Linked DNA regions of Gasterosteus aculeatus: region 2 is linked to region 1. The links are chromatin contacts, called in public Hi-C maps. All regions are on one chromosome and are shown on one strand. The core of a region is the stretch at or near the end of the contact, and the rest is flanking DNA. Distances in the headings are between cores, read along the strand shown. Region 1 holds the start of bcl11bb (BCL11 transcription factor B b). Region 2 has its middle 50 kb from the start of bcl11bb.

The links. Hi-C and Micro-C count contacts between places; a contact is called where the count stands out from the background.
Region 2: a Hi-C map of whole body shows a contact between it and region 1, with 5 times the contacts expected there. The contact joins the enhancer-like site here to the promoter of bcl11bb in region 1. A contact is called at or near these places in 3 of 6 Hi-C or Micro-C datasets (skeletal muscle, tail fin and whole body).

What each region holds. Positions count from the first base shown.
Region 1 is chr18:2,557,886-2,562,388 of fGasAcu3.hap1.1, reverse strand. It overlaps bcl11bb (BCL11 transcription factor B b), which reads right to left and starts at 1,905. Exons shown (of 3, transcript XM_040160800.2): 1 at 1,059-1,905. The coding sequence starts at 1,122.
Region 2 is chr18:2,608,339-2,612,841 of fGasAcu3.hap1.1, reverse strand. No RefSeq gene overlaps it. Among protein-coding and RNA genes, the nearest start is that of bcl11bb, 50 kb to the right of the region's middle. Within about 2 kb of position 2,046, at least 3 of the 9 cell types and tissues checked have open chromatin away from gene starts, as enhancers often do.

The sequences.
Region 1 (4,503 bases), core at 656-3,155:
CTACACACACACAGATTGAGCGGAGATTACACGATGAACTTCTGCTATGAATTACCCAGATTAGGCCTCGATGAAATTAGATTCAGACAAAGCAGAGCGCCGGGAGATGAAGGTTAGATTGGTGTAATGGAATTTAAATTGGATTAAGCAACTTTTTAATGATATGCCACAAATAAGCAAAAACATACTTACTCAGATTAAATATGCACGATCAAAACTTTGGTCTTAGCTCTGGAAATCTTCAATCAAAGTCATAACTCTTTGTTTGTTAAATATTGTGGAAAAGTTCAGAGTTTGTGTTGCGTTTATATTATTGGTCAGATTGCAAACTGAACATAATTCTTTACACACTTCTGTTGTGTATTAAGCTTTTAAAAGGTGCTTTAAAGTGCAGAAAGGCCTTTGAGTGTCAACATTTTTATAATTAATGACTGCATGTGTGTGTGTGTGTGTGTGTGTGTGTGTGTGTGTGTGTGTGTGTGTGTGTGTGTGTGTGTGTGCGTGCGTGCATGTGCGTGTGTGTGTGTGTGTGTGTGGAATAGAAATAGATATTTTAAATTCAAACACATTTAAATCCAGACACCCCGTGCAGTCTCCAAATAATGTTGAACAAAGCGCATAAATGTGCACGTTGCCACATGTTGCAGGAAGAAAAATCTAAATTGAATTGCGCTGCTTCGTGCGTGCACACGCAGACGTGCACACACGCAGGCACGTAACCTGCCAGTCCCACCGAAGATGTGCTCAAATCTTTCGGTTGCATAAAGCTGCAACAGGCGCATTCAAATATATCACTGAATTGTTTTTGCTAGTTGCAAATGTGCATTATAACAAGTGTTCAAATCCACTTTAATATTTAATAATATTTCACATGGCACAAAAAAAGGCGACTGAAGTTATTGTCTGTGATTAGCTGCTCTGTCCGGCACATTTCCACCGGCTTAAAAACATCCACGGATCTAAGTCAAATAAATCAAATCAAATCAATAAATGCACATGGTACATAGAATAAGTGCACTTGACGTGGAGTGAGTGAGTCTTTCGGGTATTTAACTCACCGCGTGCTGTCTCCCTGCGCGTCAACGAGAAGTGCTGCGGGTTCACCTGCTTGCGGCGGGACATGGCCCCGGCATTTACTCTGGCATCGCCCGGTGAACGGCACTGGGAGTCGGCTCGCACCGTGGTGTCGGTCCACTCTGGCTGGCAGGTGACCAACTTCTCCCCCCTCCTCTCCTAATCCGTCTAACGTGCGCAGTCCTACTTGGACGGGCGCGGACGCGCGCGAGCGCAGGGACCGTCTCTTCGCGGTGTCCCGCGGCGGGATCGGAGGAAGCGGCACCGGGGGCTGAAGAAGCCAAAGTGTGCGGCTTACGGAGCAGCGGCGGCGGTGCGCGGGGATGTTAAAAAAAATAAATTTAAAAAAGGGTCCTGGACAGCGCGCCTCTGCAGCGGCAGCGACGGCAGAAGAAGTCCACTGCTGCCGGCTTTTGGTTTGTATTTGGCTCCCCTTTTTATGGTTTTAATGATATGATCGTATCATCTGCGGGTCAAACGGCTCCTGTTAATTCTAGGATTCCCTACAGCGGCTCCGCTTCGGCGCTGCGCTGAAATGACCCTTTGGCACTGACTCCTCCGGCGCGTTTTGGCATCGGTGCGCGGAACGGCAACTCTTGGCTCTGGTGGCAGAAGCTTCGCTGATTGAGAGAGAAAGCGTGACAGGCTGGCGGGAGGGGGGCGGAAGGGGGGGGCGGAAGGGGGGGGGGGGGGGGGGGGGCAGGGGGGCGGGCAGACAAGACACCTCCTCCTCCTTCTCGTCCAACAAGCTCAGGTCCGATGTTTCCTGGTGTCCTACGGTGTCGATGCGCCTCTCCTTGACTCACACGAGGAGGGAGGACGCATTTGTGTGTGAGCAGACACAGCTCTAGGGGTTTTCATGAATGCGTGTGCGTGTGTGTGTGTGTGTGTGTGTGTGTGTGTGTGTGTGTGCGTGGCTCGGGTTGCGGGACGAGCTTCAAGTTCAAGAGCGTCCGCAGAGGCGCGCGGACAACATAACACGTGGACACCAGCGGTCTCCATCCACTCATCACTAGTACTACTCATACTACTACTAGTAGTACTAGTACACACTACTAGTCCACTGTGTTAGTCCACCACCTCAAATCCCTCCCCGATGGACATGGCACGATGTCCAGGACTTTCCATTTCTCTGTCCGCCTTTTGTTCTTTAGTGAGTTAACTTAACAGTCGGTTAACTGACCAAATCTGTTGATTCGTCCTCTTTCATGAATTGTTGGTTGAAAAAGTACAAAGAAAAATAATTTGTTGGACAATTTTTCAACCCAACAGCATGGAACGTCAGTTAGGAGGTTCATGGTGGACACAGGAGTGAAATGTGCAGCAGTCAGAAGTAGAAGGGTAATAAAAGCGAAGACTAAAGCCACAGTGGACAGTAGGTGAGGCCAGGAGGGGGGGGGGGGGGCAGTCAATCAAAGGATCTTTAAACGAAGACGAACACAGGATCTTCAACGTGGGCCGACGCCATCGTGGCGGATTTCCTGAACCTTTGCTTTGTTGCCTGCAGTTGATTTAAACCCGTCCTTTTTAGTAACCTGACATTTTATTTGGTTTGCAGGAAAATAAGTCGTGCATAATTCACGCCGCTGAGCCTGAGGAGCCAATAGACTCCGTTGCAGGACCGTTTCCCAGTCACACCTCGATCGGACCAAATGAAGGTTCAAAGGTCAACTTGAATTCAGAAAACGAATACTTTATTGTGACACAGTCCAAGCAGTGAACATAACCTCATAACACTCTATTTCCTCAAACTGCATCAGAGGGGGGGGGGGGGGGTTGTAGGGGGGCAGAAGGCTTCACCTTTGTGGTCGGGGATCATTTAAAGATGTCGTGAGGCAACAGTACCCTCTGTTGGCGCATTAAAGGACACATTACCAACCTGCCTTGCTACACTTTTTTTTTAAATGAAGCCTCCTCAATTCGCTATTTACGCCGTTGAAAATGTGAGAGAGTCCTTAAAGAGCAGAGCCGGTTCCCTCAGTGGTCAATTAATGCCACTAACGGGCAATCGTTCCGCACATAGTTCCCCCGCGTTCGTTTGGATGAGAGGAAGCCTCACGCCGGCTGCAGCTCGGCTATAAAACACACTCAAGTTTATTCATTTTTTCCCGACGACACCACGAATCTTTCTTTGGTTGAAATACAAGGTTGGATACAAATATAAAGCCTTGATGCTGACGTTTAAAGTTGACACGGTTTCCTGGTGGATCGGGAGGGAAGTGTGCAGATATAGCAATGCATTTTATAGTCCGCCATTAATAAAAGATGGTGGGCAATTTTAAGAGCATTAGAGGTTTGATTGCTTCGGGGCAGGCCTCGGGGACTTTCAGGACAGTAATTATTTATATAAATGAAATGTCATCTCAACTCTGGCTCAAGTAGAGATAACATCAGCCGACTCTGCATGGAAACACTACACAACACAACAGCTATCCTCCACAGATGGGCCGAGCATGTTGTCGAGCATATTGCTTTGACTGGAGCACATAAATTCCGTATGTGATATTACATGAAATGTCTGGGTTTTCCACGTTGGGCCGAGAGAGCCACGGCGGCCTTGCGCACGTTGGACGCCGAAGGAAAACATTGTGCTGAGTTCACGCGCTCGCTCGCTTCCCCCCCCCCCCCCCCCCCCCCCCCGCTGACTGCAAGCAGCTCCTTGATCCGCACCCGTGGGTTTCTTAATAATACATCAATGTCTCTATTATAGCTTGTATCTGCTGGCTCCTGTTTAAACCGGGTTGCACGGGGCCAACACACCACAAATGCCCTGCTTGTGGACACAGGAAAGGTTTTAAGTCCAAAGCGTTGCCTCCAAGGAGACATGTATATCTTGTGTGGTAAAGTGCTGTGGCTGAATGTGAGGCAGGAGATGTGCTGAAGTTCTGCAACGAGGCAACAAGAGACAATATGGGGACATTTTAGCTCTTCTCTGACACGGGATTCATGGTGATTCCACACGCATTTGTGTTAAATCAGGACCAAGTAGAAGAAGCGAAGCTCTCGCGCATTAGTGGACAAAGCGTGCAGCTTAAGTGGCTTTGACTCTGGGTCACAACCTTTTCTCTTTCGTTTTTTTCACGCCTCTTTACTGCCTAAAGAATGCACCAAAACTGCATTAGTGTTGTGGTTAAATAGAGGCCCACAAGTGACACAAACAATGAGAGGTCCACTCCCGGACAGCTCAGGGTAATATGAATATTGCTCTGGGATTTGCTTATAGACGGTGCCTCATTATGCAATGTTTAATATTAATAAAGAAAGTACAAGTATATATTATTCATAAGCTGATTTACGGTGGTGTGTGTGGACTTGAGTGACAGATTGAGATGCTCCCTTGCTACGGGCGGTACAACGAGACGAGGCTCTTACTTTTCTACAGGACACATCGTGACAATTTCTCCAAGTTAAGAGGATTTGTCCGAGCAC
Region 2 (4,503 bases), core at 797-3,296, 50 kb before region 1:
TACATTCACTTGATGTTGGTGTTAAACGCGGCATCATGCTTGCTGATTGAATGCATGATGCTTACTTGGGTTTGGCATGTTCCTCTTTCTGGAGCAGCAGCCCATAGGAATCCTCTTGTACCAATTCCGTCCTCTTAAAAAGGTACTGGACTGCGCTGGTGTCTGCTTTTATCTTCCAGCCAGGATATGTTCTTGAAGCGTGGCCTGTCACATCCGCCTGCACCGTGGCGTGTGGAAGAACAAGAGCAGCCATCAAGACGACAGTTTTATTTTAATTGCTATCTCACTTTCCTCCCAGTCCTTCATTTTCTCTTACCCCTGGAGCAAATCAACAGAAAAAATGTAAAAGGACTGACAGGAAAACAATTGCGTTTCAAATTGAACTCCCTGCAGAGTGTGTTCACTTCCTTAACCTGACATCCCTCCTTTCCCCACACATGGCAGAGGAGCAGGCGAGGCGAGCAGCAGCCACACTAACGCCGGGGAGAGGGGGAGAGGGAGGGAGGGGGGGGGAGAGACCGTCCTTTTGAATATGTGTTTTCTGTTTATCATTAGCTGACTGGGTGCTTCATCATTCGGCAAAAATCCCTATCTGCTGAACATAAGGCCGAGAGACAGCGGGGAATCAATCTTTTGTGCTTGGGCAGATAAACACAGGACGCAATCAGGGGGAGACGGAGCGACGGAGCAGGCCGCGGGACTCACGCCGCCGGTGATGGATGGCGGAAGTGAAAGTGTCAGGATGGCATTATGCAAATGGCGAAGGCATCCGAGCATCGCCCCGGTGATTATGGGAGATGGGAGAGCAGCCTGTGGTCCCCCTGGCACCCAGGCAGCCATTTTGGGGGCTGGTTGTCTCCCACCAGAGCTGCAGAAAAGGGGAGGAGGAGGAGGAGGAGGAGGAGGAGGAGGAGAGGGGATGGATAGAGTGCGACTGGGCAAAGAAAGAAGGAGCAGACAAAGGAGGAGTAACAGGGAGGGGAAGAGTTTGTCATGGTATCATTCCCTCACGTGTGGCACCGCCTCACCCCCCCGCCTTCTACCCAAAAAAGGGGGAGGAATCAGTCTACAGGCCAAGTGAGAGGTATCTGTGTCATTTACTGAAACAAACGACCGGCGCTCTCTTTCTGCGGGGTCGCAATGAGGAGGGGGAGCAACATTCACGGTACTAACTGTGAATAATGAACTTGAACTGGACGGAAGGAAAAGCTGATTGGGGGCGATCGCAACAGCAAGCAAAGTCCAACGTGACCCCCGGGTACAATGCTGCCCGTTTCAGCCGTGTCACTTTCACAACCGGGGGATGGGGGGGGGGGGGGGGAAACGCTCGCACACCCGCCGCACTCCGACGACAGGCGAGCGGGCCGCACGCTCCCCCCTGTAACGACCAGGGATGCTGCTGGTATTCAAATTAGGGCTGAAAGTGAGAGCAGGGCCGATACTTCAGGGAGCAGCCGGGGGCCCACCAGGGAGATCCCCGCCGGGCCATTACAGTGAGATTGGAGGAAGATGGAGACGTGGGAAATATGATGGTGCGTGTGAGTTGATGGGGGGGGGGCACAAGTAGGATGCCGCCCGGATGATCTATGCGCACGCGCCCGTGCACGTCGCTGCGTGTGTGCGCGCTGAGGAATTAGCATCTGTGTTTGGATTTGCCCATTTTTCTCCTGTTTAAACGAGGGGGGGGGGGGGGATCAGGGGGGATCAGGGGGGCGTCAGAGATCTCAGAGAATCAACGATCGCAGCTTCACCATATTATTTCTTTGAATTGATGCCATCGTTTCTCAAGTGGAATGCGTTCATCCCGTCTCGGTCTTCACAATCTCAAACTGTGGTCCGGTTTCTCTCCTTGAGCCTGCGCGCATCCTCTGTCTGTGTCGGCGAGCGCTTGTCCTCCACCTCTTAACTTTACCACTCGCCTCCACACACAGACAATACCAGTCCGTTCCGCCTGATTGGACCCATTTGCATTGGACACCTCCTCTGCATATTGATTGATGGGTTTAATCAGCGAATCAGGGGGAGCGCTCAGACATCAATCTCTGTCAGGGCCATACCTTTTTTTTCCGAGCCTGTGATTCCCTGCTAGGACTCATCAAGGAAAGCAAGTTTAGACAGAGAGCAAAGAGAGGGGAAAAAAAGAAGAAAGGCATGTGGGGAATGGAAGGACAGACGTATTAGAAATAACTCTGATTGTCCTCAGTAAAAATAGATCAGGTGTATCCTGAGGGAAGGCCGGCCAAATGTGAAGCCTTCAATGAAATATGGAAATGAAAAAGCTGATTTAAACAGGTTTTACATACACAGCAATAAAGAATGACAAAATGTAGATTTACTACAGTTCTCGTTCCAGAATATTGCAACATATATCGTGTTTTACAGATGTAGTTGTTGTTGAGTGTATTTTGACACACATATTTGAAAATAAATGAGATCATCCTCCTAATTCTGTCTCATTTCACAGGTCCACAGCTGTAAAAGTCACATGATCAACAGAAAGGTCTTTTTACCCCCCTCCCCGCTGTTTGTGTGCGCGGGAGCGCCTCCGTGCACCTTGTACAGTTGTATATATAGAAAGTGTTAATTGAGCTGTGATTGCCATTGTGTGCTTCATCGGGGGAAGTACAAGAACCCCCCCACCCCCCCCACCCCCCCACCACCACCTTACCCATGTCAATGTGAGAGTTTACCTGTGACACGTCGAGCTGACAGATACTTCGTTTCCTTCTCACTTGATAATTACTGCAACGCAAACTCAATTAAAAGCACGCAGCTCAAAGTGGGAGAAGGTGGATTAAGACACGAATAAAAACACAGATCCAGGGGTTACATATTTTTACAGATCTGTCACAAACATATTTTGTGTGAGAATTGTAACACAAAAAAAGTCAGATAATAGTTAGTTTTTTTGGTCCTATATGAGGACATTCGATTCCACCAATGAATGACATCATTAATGGATTCATGTCTTATATTAAACTAAATCACTTCCTGCGTGAACCTGTCCTCAACCTAAAGACTCACACCATTCAGCTTTGGAGAGTAAAAGAAAAAAAAGGAACACATTGCAACATGCCCGTTTTTGGAGGAAGAAACTTTTAATACCCACAGCTCTTAATGACGGCGCTGCAATTAGAGTGGCTGCATTTTTGCGCTCGCCGCGAGTCAAAGGAAAACAAATAAAGCAGCTAGATTTAGAAACCTTATTAGACTTTGAGTCCCTCAGCAATTAAAGTATTACAGCTGAAGTGCTTCTGTGAACCCACCGATGGAAAGCATTTAGGTGGTCTCTCCTTTACTGGTGGTCTGTTACTTGGCATTTTCCCTCTTTTTCTCATTTGCACCATTCAGAGAAGCAATTGTTTCGTTTTTTTTTTTAAGTGTAAGCATGTTGTGAAAAGGCCTTCGATAATAAATGTCTTGACATCACAGCGTCGGTCGAGGACAAAATGTGTTCATGATAACTTTTCTGGCCCGTGCTTGTTTCTACATACAGAGATTACGATTACAGACCACACATAATGCACATTGAGACATATATTCCAATGCATTGGTTTACGAGTTCAAATAAACACATCTTGTCTTTTTAGGAATTCATTCTTTAATCTTCTAGCTGCAGCGTTATCCCCACGTACTGTCTAAATTGGCTTGGCGGTGATGATGCCCTTTGCAACGCAATCTCTCCAATTTGATGCTTTATCAAATTACTAACCCGGAGGAAATTGATGGTATCGTCTGTGGCAAAGCATTGATGTAGTTTCACTTAGCCTGCAACACTATGCTTCTAATTGAAAGATTAGATTCCTCTAGATTTTCTTTCCATCTTCATACCAATTATAATTATACAGAAAAGCTGCTTTAAATGTACATTTCGCAAATAAAAGCAGGTTATATAGGACTTATTGATTGCACAGAATTGAATGATTCATCTTTTTGATTAACTTCAACGGTGGAAGTGTTAAAGTAACCAACAGAGTTTCATTTTCTGTCGCATATTTGCATTTAATGATACATTTTGGAAAGAGCGGAGTAATAAAAGACGGACATGTGATGTGCCACTAGGGGGGGTGGTGGTGATGCCTTTTGGGCCGGTATGTGTTGAAAGAAATACACCACACAGGACGCTCCGTCTCATATTCACACAGGCAGGTATGACCCCCCCCCCAAGGCAAAGAGAATGAAGAGAAAAAGAGAATATTTATCGTTGAGTCTCGTTCTCTCTGCCAGCTAACACCATAACCCCCCTCCCCCTCCCAGTGCTGACCTCCTCCTCCCAGACCCGCTTCCTACACCTCCTGCTCGGCCACCTCCCCCTTGGTTCCTCCCCCCTCTGATCACTCAGCAAGAGTCCCAGCCATAATTGACTAATGACCCCATATCAATATTTGGCTGTGGTCGCAGGCTTTCAGTACTGTTGTAATTTAAAGTGGATTAGTGTTCGCCTCAGCACGTTTCTTTTGGCGGCGAGCCAGTGGGACGAGCTTTTGATAGCAGGTTCCTTCT